Regions from separate parts of the Mus musculus genome. Here all the other regions are linked to region 3. A link is a contact called in public Hi-C data. All regions are on one chromosome and are shown on one strand. Each heading gives the region's core, a stretch centred on a gene start, on an enhancer-like site or on the middle of the called end of the contact. The rest is flanking DNA. Distances are from core to core; before and after follow the strand shown.

Evidence for each region. Hi-C and Micro-C count contacts between places; a contact is called where the count stands out from the background.
Region 1: a contact with region 3 is called in a Hi-C map of liver, with 6 times the contacts expected there. The contact joins two enhancer-like sites. A contact is called at or near these places in 1 of 39 promoter capture datasets (liver), 14 of 484 Hi-C or Micro-C datasets (the AML12 cell line, the C2C12 cell line, colorectal tumor organoids and 6 more) and 2 of 115 datasets of contacts at active chromatin or transcription factors (both in liver).
Region 2: a Hi-C map of liver shows a contact between it and region 3, with 7 times the contacts expected there. The contact joins two enhancer-like sites. A contact is called at or near these places in 1 of 15 datasets of contacts at CTCF or cohesin (the NIH/3T3 cell line), 6 of 484 Hi-C or Micro-C datasets (liver and nephron progenitors) and 5 of 115 datasets of contacts at active chromatin or transcription factors (hepatocytes, liver and pancreatic cancer cells).

The regions. Positions count from the first base shown.
Region 1 is chr13:34,628,406-34,631,167 of GRCm38.p6, reverse strand. It overlaps Pxdc1 (PX domain containing 1), which reads left to right. Exons shown (of 5, transcript NM_025831.3): 4 at 706-817; 5 at 2,280-2,762. The coding sequence ends at 2,397. Among named protein-coding and RNA genes, the nearest start is that of Pxdc1, 23 kb to the left of the region's middle. Within about 2 kb of position 1,262, at least 6 of the 459 cell types and tissues checked have an H3K27ac peak or open chromatin away from gene starts, as enhancers often do. A contact at or near this core is called in liver, where this site is marked.
Region 2 is chr13:34,463,082-34,465,781 of GRCm38.p6, reverse strand. The region is part of intron 2 of Gm40908 (a long non-coding RNA gene); the gene reads left to right. Among named protein-coding and RNA genes, the nearest start is that of Gm40908, 18 kb to the left of the region's middle. Within about 2 kb of position 1,396, at least 40 of the 459 cell types and tissues checked have an H3K27ac peak or open chromatin away from gene starts, as enhancers often do. A contact at or near this core is called in hepatocytes and liver, where this site is marked.
Region 3 is chr13:34,548,972-34,551,671 of GRCm38.p6, reverse strand. No RefSeq gene overlaps it. Among named protein-coding and RNA genes, the nearest start is that of Gm40909, 44 kb to the right of the region's middle. Within about 2 kb of position 1,356, at least 4 of the 459 cell types and tissues checked have an H3K27ac peak or open chromatin away from gene starts, as enhancers often do. A contact at or near this core is called in hepatocytes and liver, where this site is marked.

The sequences.
Region 1 (2,762 bases), core at 13-2,512, 80 kb before region 3:
GAGAGCTGGAGACAGTGGGTGATGGGGGAGGGGGAGACTGATATAAACTTCAGCTCTAAAATTTTATTTTATAATTTCATACACATACACACACACACCCTTTCTTTACAAGTTCACCCTCCTATTCTCATGCCTTTTAATTTTATTTTTTTAATGATGCACTATATTTAGAATTGCTATTGTGACCATGGGTAGGAGGTTATTTATTGAACAAGGGCAACTTGACTGTGTCTACACTGTCGAGAAATGTTACTTGCCCTTTCATGGCCCCCATAGCTCCCCAGGAAAAGGTGGGACCTTATAAGCCCATCTTCTGTCCACGACAGACTGTCACTGGGCCCAGTCTTGTGCAGAAGACAGTGTTGCTGTGAGCTCTTGGGTACAGCCGCTATGTCAAGTCCAGAAGACGGCAATTCACAGTCCTCCTCCCCACCCTCCACCTCTTACATTCTTTCTGCCCCTTCTTCCACAATGTCCCCTGAACCTCAGAGGGGGTGATTGTAGATGTCCTGTGTAGACCTGAGCCTGTAGCAGTCACTACTCCTCAGCACTCTGATCAGTTATGAGTTTGCATTGGTAACTGTGCACCGCACAGGGAAACATCGCTTACCCAGGCTGAGAGCTGTCGATCGATGATAAATCCTGAAACTTTAACCTCAAACACTGACCTCTCCTGAGTACTTACCTCATGGCTTTGGTTTTCAGAAATCATGAGGTCCAATGGATTTTGTTTGGCAAACACAGAGACCATAGTCATTGACCACAGCATACCCAACGGGAAGGACCAGCTCCTGGATGCGGATTCCACAGAGCATTTGTGAGTGCACGTCCTCTAATGCGTTTTCCTACAAGGGGTCGAAAGCTGGTGGTATGTGCAATGCTCTACAGCAGTGGTTCCCAAGCTTGTCAGTTCTGCAACCCTTCAATACAGTTCTTCATGTTTAATACAGCTCCTCGTGACTCCAACCAGAATATTATTTTCATTGCTAATTCATAACTACAATTTTGCTACTATTATGTAGGATATCTGATATGCGACCCCTATGAAAGAATCATTTGACCTCCAAAGGGGTCGTGAGCCACAGGTTGAGAACAGCAGCAGGCCCTGCCAGTTTGGGTGTTTTAAATGTTCATGCCATCGTCTGGCGAGAGTTTGGTTAATTGATCTAGGGGAGGAAGAGTCACCCAATCACTAGATGTGAGGGGCATTCAGAAGTTGCAAAACTCCAGGAGATAGTTTGTGTTGGCTCTGAGGTGTAAAACACTGTACTCTGGTCCAGGATCCAGAATCCAGATGCTTCTAGACTTCCTGGACCGGGACTGGGACACATATGTTTGTCTCACAAGTTGATGGGTGACCAGTTAGAACCCTAGTCTGTGATGACTCAGGAGCTTTGACTACTGATGGCTGGACAGCCAAAGGCCACTCATTGTGGCCTGCATTCTACCCTCCTCTGCAATGGAACTTCTGGCTAGACTGTGCTGGAGAGTGCCTGCCAGTTGGGAGGTCTGGCTTTGTTGCTAGGTGTTCCTGGGGACAGAACGGGGTCCCTGGGTATGTTGTGGAGGCAAGCAGACCTAGGCCCTGTAGCAGCTGGTGATGTGAAAAGGTCTCCATCTGACTCCTCTACCATGACAGTCTCTGGCCAGCTCCATCTCACACAAAGCCGAAGGGCTTTCCTTCCCTTAACACTCATTCAGTGTGCACCAGCGTGCTATCCCTGCCAGCCAGAGGTCCCCAAGAAACCACAACTTTCATCCTTCAGAGCCCAAGTCATCCTGGGTCAAACTAGGCTTGGCCACTAGGTAGAGCCTGCCTCCAGGACCATAGGGAGGTAGAGCCTGCCTCCATGACCATAGGGAGCCTCCTGTAGTGTCCCTCCCTGGCTCCTTGCAAGCTCCTGGGACCACATCACCTATACCCGCCTGTCCACTGTTAATCTTTGAGCTGACACAGAACGGGAGCCAGAATATCACTGTGAATAAAGAAAGCATAAAGGCCCCACTACCTTACAGATGCAGAAAGTAATCGCCAAGTCAGCAAAGCTCAAAAGCGCTGCCTGGGCGGTACCACCCATTTAAACTAGTTTGTGTGTTCATGGTTCTTCCCACGTGTCTGCTGCGAGCCTGGAAAGGACCTTATCTCCTTAATGTCCCTTGTCCCCTTCCATAGAACCTGGAGCCCTCAGTATCTTGGCACTGCCCTGGCTGCCTCTTGTCCTCTCTTTCTTCTCGCTAGGGTCCCATACAGTGGCCTTCACCTCTGTCGTCTCTTTCAGGTTTGAGAATGGTGGTGAGTTCACCTCAGAGCTGGAAGATGGTGACGACCCAGAGGCTTATGTCACCAACTTGTCCTATTACCATTTGGTTCCGTTTGAGACGGACATTTTGGACTGAGCCTCTCCATCGGGCCTTCTCTGCCTCCAACCTCGACTGCATGTCCTCATGCTGTCTACTGTGCTCCTCCAAGGGCCAAAGCTACTGCTCAGCCTGGACCTCCTAGGGTCCTGAGGTTCAGCAGGCCTGGGTATTTAGAAAGCAGAGGCACACGGGATCCCGATGACCATAGGCAGCACCGAGGGGCCTTCTTCCTGCTCTCAGCCCCTCCAGCCCGCCTCTTCTGGGATGCCAGGCCATGCTTCTTCTTGTCTCACTGCCGACTTAGGGAACATTCCTCTTGGTCACATGGCCCTGACTCCCCACTTTTCTCTTGTGTGTCAAAGGCACACACAAAGTATTTCAAGAGGATTTTTGCTAAGTTA
Region 2 (2,700 bases), core at 147-2,646, 86 kb after region 3:
CTAGGAAGACAGTCACTGCCGTTATACAGCTCCAGGCTCCAAGAGAGACAGAGGGAAAGAAATTCAGACTACCAGGTGTCAGTTGGTTTTAATTTACATTTTTGGCCTGTAATTCCACCTTTAGCCTTCGCCCTCTTCTCGTGTTCGCCAAAACCACAGGAACATTTCTGCTCTATGTTCTGGCACCTAACCCTTATCTCTGACTTACAAAGACTCACCAGCAATTCTTCTCCAGAAAGACCTGAGACTCGGGGATATTCAGCAACAGCCTGTCCCAGACAGACAGATACACATACACACACACACACACACACACACACACACACACACACACAGAGGCATGAGCATACACATGTATGCACACACACACAAATACACACACACAAACACACACACACAAACACACACACACACGCACACCACAGCCTTTCCAAACCCCATACCTTGTGCTACCTGTTTCATTTGTCCCAGTACTTCTTGTTCCTGTTTCTTGTCTGCCTAACTCTTGGCTGAGGAGGGAGGCTCAACATTCTTTTTATTTATACATCACATGCCTAGAATTACACTTGCCAATAAATAAATAAATACATAAATACATAAATACATAAATAAATGTTGCTCATGATATTTACGCCATTAATTTCAGACACATCTACATTTTAAAAAAATAAAATGCTCAGATATTCGCATAGAGAAACCTCAATATCCAATTTTCTTATTTACAGCTTATCAAAAGGCTCTATTTAGGATGCAAAGAGAAGCAAAAGGAAGTGGGGAAGGCGGTCCTTCTAGAAGGACATTGAAGAGCTTCCCCTCTGTGCTAATGAAAAGTTGAGACTACTCTATGGGGCCAGCTCTCATTTTTCAAAGCAAAGATCTCCTTCCATGCTATCAAGGGCTTGAGACCCCCTTCTGACTTTTGGAGCTGCCCTAGAGCTCCAGTTGCCATGTATTAAACATCATTTGGTCTTCAAAAGTGACACAATGACATCTCTTGGGGCAAGACATCTAACATAGTTGGGGGATTTGTATGTATTGAATAGGACTGCTGCCTTGGGCATGGGTTCCTGGTCAGTAGTGCTTTCTCAGAGGCAACATGCCCACTGATGTAGTGGACAAACTGTCCTCAGAGAAGGGCCTTCCAAAACCCAGCCCTGGTGTCCATTTGTTAAAAACGAAATGATTCTGTGAAATAAGTCAGGCACATAAAGACAAGAATGTTCCCAGCTACATGTGGAATCTGACAGATGAACATCAAGAAAATAGAATGGGACAGCGGTGCGTAAGACTTGGTAAGGGTATTGGAAGGAAGGAAAGAGCATAGACACAAGGAGATCACCTGAGTGGAGGGTAAGGTCCAGCCCACTAGAACTCAGTTGCAACAGTGGTTGACAATAATTAACTTGAGTATTTCAAAACAACCGGCAGCCAGAGATGTGACTGAATGTGTAAGGGAGGTTCATGGCTAAGACTGATGATCAGAGTTCCAACCAAGGGTGGAGAGAGAGAGAGAGAGAGAGAGAAAGAGAGAGAGAGACAGAGACAGAGACAGGGACAAAGAGACAGAGAGACAGACAGAGACAGAGAGACAGAGAGACAGACAGAGACAGACAGAGGGGGAAAGATGGAGAGACAAGGAGAGATAGAGATGACTTTAATCACTTGTCCACTGACATTTTTTACTGTGCATTTTGTGAATGTGATAGAGATGGGAAGCTCTAGTGTATGTGTGGAGGTCAGAGGGTAAAGTGTAGGAGTCAGTTCTCTCCTTCCTCCCTGTGGGTCCTGGTGATCCACCTCAAGTCCTCGGGCTCCAGGCAGACACCTTTACCTGCTGGACTGTCTCACAGGATTTTGAGTGCTCCCAACACAAAGAAATAATGAAATGTCTGCAGTTGGAACAGTTATCTAAAACCCCATCTGTCTCATGTTCCCAATCATCTCCCAGCAAGCTGGGGAGTATGGCTGCCCTGTGTCCTGTGTCCTGCTCCCAAGTAGCTGTCAAGGGTTTTGATGGAACCTTTTAGAGCAGAGAGAAACATAGAGAAAACTCGTGTCTTTGTAATTTGCTCTCTCTCTCTCTCTCTCTCTCTCTCTCTCTCTCTCTCTCTCTCTCTCTCTCTCCCTCTCTCTCTCTCTCCTGTCTGCCAGAAAATCCTCTTTGCTTTCATGGCCAGAGGGCAGGGATCGAAAGAAAGACACCCAAGGCCTTGTTGCTGATGCTCCTTAAACCTTCTGCAATTGTTCTCCACCCAGGCTATTAGGGAGGTTGGATGCATGTGACTGAAGCTCCCAGCAACCTCATGAGTGGTCTGTTCTGTGGTCAAGGAGGTTACAAAAACATCACATCATGAATGCAGGGTTGTGACAAGGACTGCTTCCAAAGCTCCTGCTATCTCTGCTTTATCTAGACACAGGGAGGAGGGCTCTACCTTGAGAACAAGCAAATTCTTCCAGAAGGCATTACTCTGTGAGTGGCAGTCTTTTTCAGGCAGCTGGTAGACTTTCTGTGGCCCAGAACGGATCTTTGTGTTCTGAATTCTGGGGTGACCAGCTTCAACTCTTGGTCACAGACAGTGGGGGCCTCCCTGCCAGGCTGGCTGCTTATGCAGTTATTTAAAACAGAGCAGCTGCAATAGAGTCACCACTTGGAAACTGTCCAAATTCAGACCTAGCAGGTCAGAAACTCCAGCAAGTCCT
Region 3 (2,700 bases), core at 107-2,606:
GCAACCCTATAGGTGGAACAACAATAGGAACTAACCAGTACCCCAGAGCTCTTGACTCTAGCTGCATATGTATCGAAAGATGGCCTAGTCGGCCATCACTGGAAAGAGAGGCCCATTGGACTTGCAAACTTTATATGCCCCAGTACAGGGGAACGCCAGGGCCAAAAAGTGGGAGTGGGTGGGTAGGGGAGTTGGGGGGAGGGTATGGGGACTTTTGGGATAGCATTGGAAATGTAAATGAGGAAAATACCTAATAAAAATATTAAAAAAGAAAATAATATTACAAGAAATTATCCAATTAATAAAAAGAAATGCATAAAAAACACAGAGTGCAATATACTAAAATTATTATTGAAAACACAACTACCAAAAATTCAGCTTCTTCAGAGAATTGATTCATAAGAGAGAATCTGTATCATAGGTGTGCTTTGAAAGGATGGGAGAGAATGAAAGCCAGGAACATTCAACTAGGAAGAACCGCTGTAATTTCAGTAGAAGACTTCTGGCCTGGGATTGACTATATGCTGTGCCATAAGAACCAAGGAGGCTGTGAAGTCACATAATGCAAGATGGGCAAGCACTATCAGAAACATCTTGGGTTCGTTGTGTTAGTTGACTTGGAACTAATTTTCACTGTTGCACATTCAGAAACCTTTTACTATTGCTGTTTCCCTCCCCTGCCTTCTGTTATGCAACCACATGTAAGGCTGGACCCTGCCTATCCCAAGAAAGCGTCTTTGGTATTCAGATTCCTGATGGAAGGCATGACAATTCTGTATTCTGTAGCTTGATCATCACTGTCAGCTAAGGGCTAAGAGCAGAGAGCAAGGGAAACAACTGAGAACAAAAAGACCCGCCACATTTTGTTTTAGACCTCTGCAAGATCTGCAAACATTGCTGGTAAGTTTGCGTACATTTCCAGATGTCTGATAGGAAAGGAATCTTCTTGATCTTCTGCCCTGAGTAAATATTATCTGTGTAAACAGCTGTCTGTGCTACACAGACACACGATTGCATTAGGATGGGAGGGAGAGGCCCTGGAAGGTTGGCTGGTCTTGAAGATCGAACTTTTCTCTCTATCTAAAGCAAAGATCTCCAACTCCTTCCCAAAGGGAATGTTAGTTTTAAAGTCACCCACAAGGATTCTGCCTTGCATGCTTTGATGGAGGAAATAAAATTTGTGGACTGAAACACTCACTTTCCTGATATCAAATAAAATGGAGTTTCTCCAACAAGCACTGAATTGATTTTTTTTTTTTTTTTTTTTTTTTTTTTGGTCCAGGAGATAAGATAAATGTGTCTCAGGTTTTGTAACCACTGTTTGACAAGATTTGTAAGACCAACCACAGCTGTCACATGCCAATAGGGGAAGAAACCTGAGGATACATTTGTATGCGTCATATCCCAGGGAGTCAGATACAGTCTTGGAAAAGTGCATTTAACTGTGCACTTTTTAAGTATCAAAGCATTTTCATTTTCTTTTCAGCCTCTGGAAGGCTATGTTTTTGTCATAAATTCAGTATAAGGCAGAGGTAGAATGGCCACAAAACAGAACCACAAATGAACCATTTGAGTAGGGAGATGAACCAAGTTTCTATTCATTTCTAAATTATCATAATTATCAACTTGACACACTAGGGAAGGGGGAAACTCAACTGAAGAATTGTCTCCTTCAGGGTTAGCTTTGGGTACATCTGAGAGGCGTTTTGTTGGTTGTTCATTGATGTGGGAGAGCCCAGCCCACTATATGTGGTGCCATTTGTGGGCAGGTGAGCCTGAGTTGTGTAAGAAAGCAGGCTAAGCAAGCCATGAGAATCTAGCCAGTAAGCAGTGTTCCTCCAGGGTCTCTGCTTCAGTTCCTGCTTCCAGACTCCTGCCTTGAATTCCTGCTTTAGCTTTCCCCCATGGTAGACAGTAACCTGTAAGTTAATTAAGCCCTTTCTTCTCCAAGTTGCTTTTGGCCAGTGTTTTATCACAGAAACAGAAAGCAAACAAGGATACCATAAAACTACTCAGACAGGGAGCTAGGCTGTGGGATAAGCCAGAATTCAATGCTCTTGCCGAGGGCTACAATTATATCTTCTGTATTTCTCTGTATCATACCAACTACAGAACTAGTCAATGATGCTTGTTGAAAGCATTCTTGTTTTCACATCTAGTCTGCCTCACAAGTTTCTATAGTACAGTTGAGCTTTACTACATGGAGAGTGTAGTTCAGGGGTAGAGTGCTTCACCAGCGCTTGAGAGACCCTCAATTTAATCTCCTACATTGGGTAGGAGGCAGCCAATGACCCATAGCCAGTGAGTAGCTTGTATTGGATGAATGAGGACGTGTAGCTCAAGGGATATGATTCTTTATAGAAGACTTCTTTATAAGTTACCTAGGCAGGGTTTATGAACATATGTGGAGAACTGGCCCATTGTGCATGATTGCCAGAAGCAAAATGTATTGCTTGCCTATCGTAGTGGCAAGGGACCAGACAATACGAAGGAAAGATTTATTTTGGTTCAGTTCATCATGAAAGTGGCAAAGCAGAGCATCTCCATAGTGTTGGGCGAGTGAGATGGAGCCCCTCACATGGCAGCTGGACAAGGAAATAGAAAGCTCAGGCTGGAGCCTTCAAGCCCTGCCGACCATGACAAGGTCCTGTCAGCTAAGCCATATATCCTGAAGGTTCCAAAACCTCCCAAAGCAGTGCT